Linked DNA regions of Rattus norvegicus: region 1 is linked to region 2. A link is a contact called in public Hi-C data. All regions are on one chromosome and are shown on one strand. The core of a region is the stretch at or near the end of the contact, and the rest is flanking DNA. Distances in the headings are between cores, read along the strand shown. Region 1 has its middle 15 kb from the start of Cep57l1. Region 2 holds the start of Cd164 (CD164 molecule).

What was found. A called contact is a pair of places that touch in the nucleus more often than the background predicts.
Region 1: a Hi-C map of liver shows a contact between it and region 2, with 2.7 times the contacts expected there. The contact joins the enhancer-like site here to the promoter of Cd164 in region 2. A contact is called at or near these places in 5 of 12 Hi-C or Micro-C datasets (the A7r5 cell line, Schwann cells, kidney and 2 more).

The regions. Positions count from the first base shown.
Region 1 is chr20:46,889,132-46,894,054 of GRCr8, forward strand. It overlaps a transcript of Sesn1 not described here. Among named protein-coding and RNA genes, the nearest start is that of Cep57l1, 15 kb to the left of the region's middle. Within about 2 kb of position 3,525, at least 15 of the 93 cell types and tissues checked have an H3K27ac peak or open chromatin away from gene starts, as enhancers often do. A contact at or near this core is called in liver, where this site is marked.
Region 2 is chr20:46,604,917-46,609,607 of GRCr8, forward strand. Cd164 (CD164 molecule) reads left to right here and starts at 1,523. Exons shown (of 6, transcript NM_031812.1): 1 at 1,523-1,699; 2 at 4,258-4,347. The coding sequence starts at 1,537.

The DNA of each region.
Region 1 (4,923 bases), core at 2,275-4,774, 290 kb after region 2:
GCACTGGCCGGAAGGCTGGCAGGCAGCTGATGGACCATCCAGGTGATGAAGTGCTCATGGAGAAACGTGTAGCTAGAGCCTGTGCTTGCAGGCCTAGGGCAGCAGTGGAGGGGCGCTGTCAGGACCATAGGCTCTAGAGTTAGCCACACCTTGATCAAAGTCCTCTGCGCTCAGTGGTGAGACTTGCAGTGCCATAGCAAGTGTCAAGTCTTAGTGTCTATCCCCCTGCTCCTGTTCTGAGGAAGGCATTGCGAAGGCATCCTCTGACACAGCATGCCCTCGTGTCCCCTCAACCCCTAGGAATCAGAAAGGGTGCTTGGCTGGTTGTGCGCTTGTTTGTTTGTTTGTTTGTTTGCTACCTGCAGGTTATCTGTCTAGGGGAAGTAGCATTTCTAAAAACTATGAGTAAGGATTTCATAAATATTACCTCAGTTCTCTGGAAACTGGTTTCCTCACAGATCATGTTGTCATTTGATAATTATGAGCATTTTGCTTTGAGTTATATCTTCAGGGACACACAGTGTAGGACAGCAAGTGATGGTTTGCATGCCAGCGTACTCCTCAAGACAGTCATCCACTACAGGTTCCAGGCACCTCAGGAGGGAGACTGCTGAGGACAGCAGACCGGCCCTGTGGGCCCTACTCTGCATACGCCACTGGGGTCCCTCACATGGCTCCTCCCCTCTCACACACAATCGGCTCAGCCCAGAAAGGTCGATGTAATTTAGAACCAAGCATCTAAGCAAAGGTCCCATTGCCTAAGAGATCCTCCAAGAGAGGTGAGAGATTCGTTACCACCCTCTTAGTGTGTGGTGCTGTCTGAACCCCTGTGCTGTGTCCTTTTTGTCATTCTCACAGGTCAAATGTCTCGACTCTCTCCTGCTCACTCTCATGTGTGTGGAGTTGGAACCAAGATACCTTTTCCCCCTGTTTTTTGCAGTATGTCTATTTTTTGAATAGAGAAAACAATGCACACTGTGTATATACTGAGCCCGGTGTTTAGCCCTTTCACCTAGTTAGCGTCATGAGTCAGTCATCACGTCACACAGGTATTATCATCATTCTGTGCATTAAATGTCCAGAGAGATTAAATAGCTGGGCAAGACATAGCTAGTTAAGGAGAAGCTAGATTTCAGAGCAGGCCATGAGACTTGTCACCATTATACAGTATGATCTGAATAAAGATTTAATACAATATTAGCAGTCAGTATATATCACAAGATTATTTTGCCTTAAAAAACTCAAAAATTTACTTAAACCCTGACTTATTCTGGAACTGCATTTGAACCCTGGTGAGTGTTCATGTTTCTCTGGTCTATAGCGTTCATCACTGTCATTATAAATTACTGCCTGCCTGCAGTGGGGACGCAGAAATCCGATGTATAAAAAGGCTTGTCTTTACATAAAAGAGTCTCAGTCAGATGGCTCCTCTATGCACTACCTAAAGACAGTTTGGTGCATTTCCATGAGTACCAGCCTGGAGATGAGCTGAGTGTTAGCGCCGTCTCCTAGGTGGTAGCTCACCGTTGCCATGACAGTGCTGGCAGTGTGAGTGTTGTAGTGACTCCTTGCAGGGATCTTATTTTAGACCCTAGTGTTCCTAAGCGCTGAAGGTCCCCTTCCCGCCCCACACAAACCTTGAGTGGAAAAGTACTGCTGTTATAGCTGGCTTCGAGCTTTGTGGCTGAAAAGCTGTACTATTGTGGGTTTAAAAAAATAGTGTAGGAGTGTTGAGTATTTTTCCTGTGGATTATGACGGTTTGAAATCTCCCAAAATATGGTATTGCATTCCAAGTCAGACAGCAAGTTGTTTACCACACGGAAGGGACCTCAATTCTCTTGAGAAATCAAGCCCAGATTGTATGACTGCACTGAGCTCATACAGAATGATTTTCCATTGGCTTGTGACCCACGCATACTCTAAAGTCTCAGGACTTCCCTTTTACAGTTATTATATAAACGTTGTTATTAGAATCATTGTGTTTAAGCAGTGAAAAAAAGTGTTTTATGATTTCCATATTCAGTATTTACCTGCTTACATTTCCCTGGACTCATTTCTTATGTTGTAAACCCAGTAAATAATACAGTGACTTTAGGAACATACATGACTGGGTGTCTACACTAAAATTTGAGATTGTTTTCTCTACATCCCCACCCCAAATTCCCTGTGTTACTGGGGAGGGCCTTAAACTCTTGATCCTCCTGCCACCTCTGCCTCTGCCACCAAGCACTGACATTACCTGCACCAGCTCTCAACCTGAGTTCTACTACACTTGTACCAGTCAGCACAGACTAGTTTCGGACTCGTAACTGACAGTTTATTAACTTTCACATAGCAGTTAGTATTCAGAGTTTTGATATCCATGGTATGTACACTAAAAGTCCATTGCAGGATGAAAGGAGTGATGGTGTTGGCAAAAGACCATGTCAGAGAAAAGTACAGTCTCTGAGCTGTGCTACACGTCACAACTGTCAGCACATTGCATTTATTCTGTTTCCAAACCTGCTTTTCCCTTCGGGTCCGGTTCCATATCAACATGGTTAACTACCAGACCATCAAAGGTACTCAGGGCTGGGGCCGGGCTGGGACTGGTCTGGGGCCGGGCTGGGGTGGCTGGTAGTGTTTGCTTGACATGCATGGCTTGGCAGGGTATACCTGTACTCCCATCCTTGGAAGGCATGGGAAGGAGAACTAGACTTGGTCTTCTTGGCTACTTGTGACTTGAAGCTAGCTGGGGCTTCATGAGACTGTGTTTTAAAAAACAAAAAGCAATCATTTGGTGAGGGGGAATCTGTGTCTGTCCTAAACACATGCACTCTTGTCATTTCCCAGACAATACAGTATAACTACCATTTGTAATCTAGAGAGTGTGTGGATGGAAAGCTGTGTATGTGTGCAGAGAAGGACCACAGTGTATCAACCTTCACTGAAGTCTAGCACATCGTACATGGCTGGTCGAGTCTGTTGGTTCAGCTAGCCCTTTTGTTTCCTTTTCAATCTAACACAGAAAACTTCATTTTCTAGAAAAAAAGTTTGAATCCAAATTAGAAGTTTGTTTGGCCTTTGTACTAAGAAATGAGTTATTACTAAGTATACTTTCATTATTCATAGTAGTAATTACTCAGATAGAGAGGTGCTAAACTGGGTGTCCTGGTGTATGCCTGTAACCTCAGAGTCTGAATGGCTAAAGCAGGCAGATGACTGTAAAATGGGGGCCAGCCTGATTTACATACTGAGCTCCAGGCCAGGAAGACAATGTCTAAAATAAAAATAAGATAAAATAAAAGACAAACATTTGCTAATTCCATCTGCAATCGTCTTTGATGGCGTCTTTGAGTTCGGAAAGTAAGGAAACTTACAAAGATTCAAATGTTGAGTAAATAATAATCTACTTTTTAACAAGAACTTTAAAAAGTCATCTATTTACTGTATGTGTGAGCGTGCGTATGCTCTTATGCCATGGCCCACATGTGGGAGTCAGAAGACACTTGGCAGGAGCCAGCTGTCTCCGTCCTGTGGTCACAGAGGTGAAGCGCAGGTTGGCAGGCTTGGCAGCAAGCGTGTGACCTCCTGAGGCATGCTGCTGCCTTACTGTGGCCTGTCAGATGCAATGCTTGTATTGACCGGGGTAAGGACACTGGAGGGTGCCTGCCTGTCTTCCTGTCCTCGAGAACTTAGCAGTGGGGATGTTGGATTTCTCTGAGCCCTGCAGCATCACCCCCTTCATCCAGTCATCGCATGAGTAGCTTTTAAAGATACTTAAAAGTTCTTAAAAATCCTTTTTTGTGTCTGACACTATTCTGGCACTAAGAGGGTTTTTTGTTTGTTTGTTTGTTTTTAAGTAGAAAATGTTCTCGTTTTCAGTGAGTTAAAGGAAAACAATAAAAATAAACCAAGATTGTGACTAAGAGTTAAAATTGTATGATAGTATGTTATTAGCACTGTAGCTGCCGATAAAGTGTTTTATCTATAGCATATTTGAGTACAATCATAGTTGGGGTTTTTTAAGATTTATTTATTATATATAAGTACACTGTAGCTGTCTTCAGACACATCAGAAGAGGGCATTGGATCTCATTACAGATGGTTGTGAGCCAACATGTGGTTGCTGGGAATTGAACTCAGGGCCTCTGGAAGAGCAGTAAGTGCTCTTAACCACTGAGCCATCTCTCCAGCCCAGGTGGTTGTTTCTTAAGATTGATTTGTGTGTATGAGTGTTTGCCTGTATGAATGTGTGTACACCACAAGCATCCCTGGTACCTGAGGAGGGCAGAAGAGGGCAGCAGATCTCCTGGAATTAGAGTTACAGAAAGTTGTGAGCGTGTGTGTGTGTGTGTGTGTGTGTGTGTGTGTGTGTGTGTGTATGTTTACACTAGGGATTCAGCCCAGGGCCTCATAAATGCAAGGGTTCTAATACTGAACTACACCCCAACATCTCCCCCACTCCAAATACACACATACACACACATCTACACACACACTCACGGACATACACACTCACAGACATAAACACACACACACACACACACACACAATTTTCACTGAGTGCTTATCATGTACTACCTTCAAGGCATTTTATAAGCAGAATCGTAGCGTTTCAGTGAGCTGTACGGTTTGATGATCATCTCCAAGTACTAGAGACATATGTGTGTGCACTCCTCGCTGCCAACCTAGACTGACTTTCCGAGTGTGTCAGAGAAATTGGAAGGTCTCAGAAGCTTCCCTTGGACTCCAGTGTCCTAAAGGAGGGAGACACTGTCCAGGTGTGGAGGGACACAAATCTGCAAAATGCCTTTCGGGGTTGCTTGCTTGCTTGTTTGATTTGGTGTCCAGTATGTCTGGAATTCACTTCATAGACAAGCTGGCCTTAAGTGTATCACACTCCTCTCTTCTGCCCTCCTTTAGTGCTGGGCTTTTTTTTT
Region 2 (4,691 bases), core at 273-2,772:
GATCTGGGAGCAGGAGGAAAAGAAACGTAACCTCTGCTCTTAAATCTTCCAACGTCACGAGTTGAGTAGTCAGCCTTCTTTTAGCCTCGATGTCACGTGAGGCATTTGAGAAAACAGCAGCTTCGCTAAAGCACATATGATGGCTACTTATTGACTGCACCCTAATGCTAAGACCACCGGTTAGGTTTAGCTTACAGAGTTCACCCACAAGGCAACACTGAACTCGCTACTGGCAGAAATGAGGGCCTCCAATCTTCCGCTAAAGTTGTAAAAACGCGTCTACAGTCGTTTTTAAAAATGTGTACTACAGCTGAGATTCTTGTTATGACACTTAAATTACAACATAAAACACCACGGCAAATGCTTGGCAAATGCTAAGCAGTCAAGACAGCATTACATACCCCGACTCATGCATGAGGGGCAATCGTTCTATCAAATGAGCAGCATCCCCAGCTCTACAGATCATTTTCAAGTTTTATTTAAAAAAAAAAAACAAAAAACAAAAACAAAAACAAAAAAAAAACCAAAACCTTAATAAAAGTACGTCAAGCGTTGAGTATTTTGTGAGACCAGCATCAGATGGCGCTCACGACTACGGAAAGCCAGAGTCAGACAGACACTGAAAATGCTGGTTCTGCCACCAGGCAATCCTAGTATCAGGGTCAGGTCACTTTCCCCAAGTCTCGTACTTTCTCACTTGTGTGGGAAGGGACACGAAGGCTTTTTCATCCTTGACCGTTTCTTTCTGACCACAGTGATTGGTGTTGGGAGAGGTCGGCCGCTACTGCGGATCTCTGAGTCACTCGGAAGAAGCAGGTTAGGCAAGGGCACCGATGGCGGTTACGACATGGAAGCGTCCGGGACAGAAGATCACTTTCGGTCCCACCCACAACCACCCGCACTGAACCCGCGGCCGGGAAGAAACTCCTTGATCACGAGGCCCCGTCATTACCCTGAGTCCCCGAACTCTTTAAAAAAAAATCACACTTAAAAATACATCAAACTTCAAGGGGAAAAGGCCGCGCCAACAGAGCCCTAAGGGAGCGAGCGCTGCCAGCACAACACAAACCCAGCGGTCTCAGACTCTACCCGGCTAAACCGAACTCCGCAGCGCGCTACCGAAGGGGTCACGTGACCCATCGCGGCCCGCCTCCCAGGCGGTGCAGGGAGACGCCCCCCGCTGCGTCACGTGGGCAGTTCCATCCTTGCCGGCGCGGGGGAGGGCCTTCTGTGGTCCCGATGTGAGGAGAGCTCCATTGTGTCGCGCGTGGCCCTCTCAGGACAAGAAGGACCGCTTTGCGACTCAAAGGACTGCTGCCTCAGAGGAGCAACATGGCGGCGGCCTCCTCGGCCGCCTCTTCCCCTCCTGCCGGCTTCCTGGTGGTCTCACCCGCCCCGCCCCCCGCCGGGCCGATCACGTGACCGCCGCGCGCTCCGGCGGGGCGGGCTTCTCGGGGGCGGCGCCGCAGGGACGCAGGGCTGGACGGAACCTGGCTTGCCGCAGCTTTTCTCCTGGACGCCTGGGCTGAGGACACGATGTCGGGCGCCTCCCGCGGACTGTTCTGGGCCGCCACCTGCCTCGCCGCGCTCTGCCTGTCGGCCGCGCAGAGCAACAGCAGCGCATCTCCCAACGTGACTGACCCGCCGACCACGACCAGCAAAGTGGTCCCGACGACGCTCACCACCACCAAGCCGCCAGGTGGGCGCCCGCCACACGGGCCGAGCCGGTGGGGACTCGCGCAACATGGCCGCCTGGCCCGAGCGCGACGGCCCTACGGGTGGGGAGCGAAGGCTCCGGGCGAGCTAGGCCGCGGGGCTGCTCCCGCTCCCCGAGCTTTACCCTCCGGGGCGCCAACCCCCAAGCGCCTGGTAACTCCGCGCCGCAGCTCGAGACGGCGACGTGGCTTGCTTCCGAGGTGGCAGTTGGGAGTAATTGGGCGCCCGGCAGTCGGCGGGGAGCGCAAACTTTGGGCTCGTGGGACAGGTTCTTGTGCTCCCCTCGAGGCTTCTCCGGAAGTTTAAGTGAAGGCGTTGGGGGTGAGGGGGGAACTTAAAGATGCATTGGTTGTCCCTTTCCCCCTCCCACCAGCGAGGCTCTAAGAAATTCAGTCTCCTGTAACTTCACGGTGACTTAGCCCAGCGGTGTTGGCTGTATCTGAGATTTGGGTGGTCAGGGATGAACGAGGCTTGTGGCGAATGATGAGAAGTGAAACCTAGGGGCATATAGAAGAAAGAGCAAGATCTGATCTCCCGGGAACAAGCCCTGTGTTTTGAGGGCTGTGGAGTTAAATTGAAATCAAGTCTATCCATTTTTCTGAAATCCAATCAAGGAACACGCCTTTTGTTCAACTCTAGGGTTCGTTAAGGCTTGTACAAATCGGCGTAGGCCGTGACAACGCAAATGAGACAGAAGATAGATTTGAAGTAATGAGGCGAAAACACGACGTGTTTTAAATTGGCTGTTGCACTTAATCTAGTAACTGCGCTTTTCAACCTAAAGATTGACTTGTTCCAGTGCCTTTTCTAGTTTCAACGTTTTGTACGAATAAAACTGTGTGCAATACCAGATTTTTGTTAGACTCGGAAGGATGCTAGGGCAACGTTCAAATTTTTTTTTTTTTTTGGTTCTTTTTTTCGGAGCTGGGGACCGAACCCAGGGCCTTGCGCTTCCTAGGTAAGCGCTCTACCACTGAGCTAAATCCCCAGCCCCCGTTCAAATATTTTTAAATGAACAAAGCAAATTCTGGGAATTTCTATCATAGTTAAGGTGATAAAAGCAGAATATTTTTTGACTCCTACCTACTCTACCTACTTGACAATTTCCTCCCAGACTTGTAATGTGTGGGTTCTTCATAGTGTTTTAAGAGAAGCCTGGAAATACTAAGTTAATTGCCTCTGTATAGCTGAAATCCCGCACAGAGGAGATAACTAGCAATTTTCTAGCAATTATGGGATAAGCTGCAGGGTGGAAAGGAGCCTTCCAAAGGCTTGACCCAGGATCAGGCTTCCGAGACTGTGAATGGGGTGTCTTAACGTATGCTTTGTCAAGGCCTCTTCGTGGCCCAGTTTTAGTAAATAAGTATTGGGATCTAGGGCTTCTGCAGAACAGTTTGGGCAGGCAAGATGAAAGCAAAGGAGAAAGTTTCTAGTTTCTAGAGAAGAAAGGAAATTAGCCCCATTCTGTACGACCATTTCTTTATCCAGACATAGAATCGGCCGGCTAAGTTCTTCTGGATAGTTTGGTTTAGTGGTTTTCAACTTTCCAAATGCTGCCACCCCTTAATACAGTTGCTCATGTTGTGGAGGCCCCAACCCTAAAGTTACTTTGTAACTGCTTTATAACTGTAATTGTGTTACTTGTGTTGAGTCATACTGTAAATATCTGATAGGCAGATGGTCTTAGCAGACCCCAGTGAAAGGGCCAGTCCGCCCACCCACACCCAGAGAAGGGTCAGGACCCGCGCGGGTTTAGATTGCTGTCAGACTCGGGTATGAAAGTGGCCCGGTAAGGTGCATCTCCTGACTGTGGAGAAGACTGGAAACCGAATCACTGATGAAGATAGAATCTGAGAAATTAGCTTGTTTCTAGTAGAATTAAATTTTTCCAAACTTGCACTCTTTATTAAAACTTCTTTCTCTGGTGTTTAGCGGCAGTGGTTTCTCTGTTGGTGTTTACCAGTTTGTCTTGAGAATCCATGAGTGTATCTTCAGTCTTGTGAAGGATTGTTGACTATCGCTTCCCAGTACTGAGTATGCCTGCTGGCCTCTTCTCCTTAAGTCTCCTTACGGTTTCATAGGTGACGATTGGAACTTTTCATTGGTTTTGCTTTCGAGGCTCTGGCTACTGTGGAACCCACTCTGTAGGCTAGTCTGGAGCTCAGAGATTCTTCTGCCTTTTCCCCCTGAAGTGCTGGGATTAAAGGTGTGCTACACTGTCCCAGGCTTACATTTTTTTTTTAAATAATCATTTGTATGTACATGTATGTGAACACACTTGTGCCACAGCATGTAAGAGGAGGTCAGAAGACTACATTGGTTCTCCTTCCACCATGTGGGCCCAGGGGATTGAACTCAGGTCATCAACCTTGATTTGCTGGCCCATGTTTGAAATTTCTTAGTTAACCATTTAGTAACTATTTTGTGGGATTATCAATTATTAAAGCTATAACTAATGCTTATTGTTGAGAATAGATGCAGAGCAAGCTAATGAAATGTCAACTCATTAATTAATTAATTTCATAATTCCCGCCCCCCCAGAAACCTGTGAGAGCTTCAACAGCTGTGTTTCCTGTGTCAACGCCACCTTGACTAATAATATTACCTGCGTCTGGCTAGATTGCCATGAAGGTGAGAAACAAGTCACAGCTCTATTTTAGAGACTTGAATATTTGGAAATTCTGTAGAATATTTAAGGTGGTGTGAAATATTTATTTTCTAAATTCAATACTTCTGTAGTTTCTTAACGTTTTCCTTGGAAATCTCTCCCCTCCCACTTTTGATTTCTTAAGCTTAACTGTTAAGATTTAGTAGCTTTAAAAGGAAGATAGATTTTAGATCCTCAGAATGATTAAAGTTCCTTTGGAAGTGGAGTCATTTTGGGAGCTAGACTATAGAGACGAGGTGTGGAGAACTGTTAACTGCTTAGCTGTGAAGCAGCAATCAGAAGGGAGAGCTGCTTTCTGTGCCTTTGT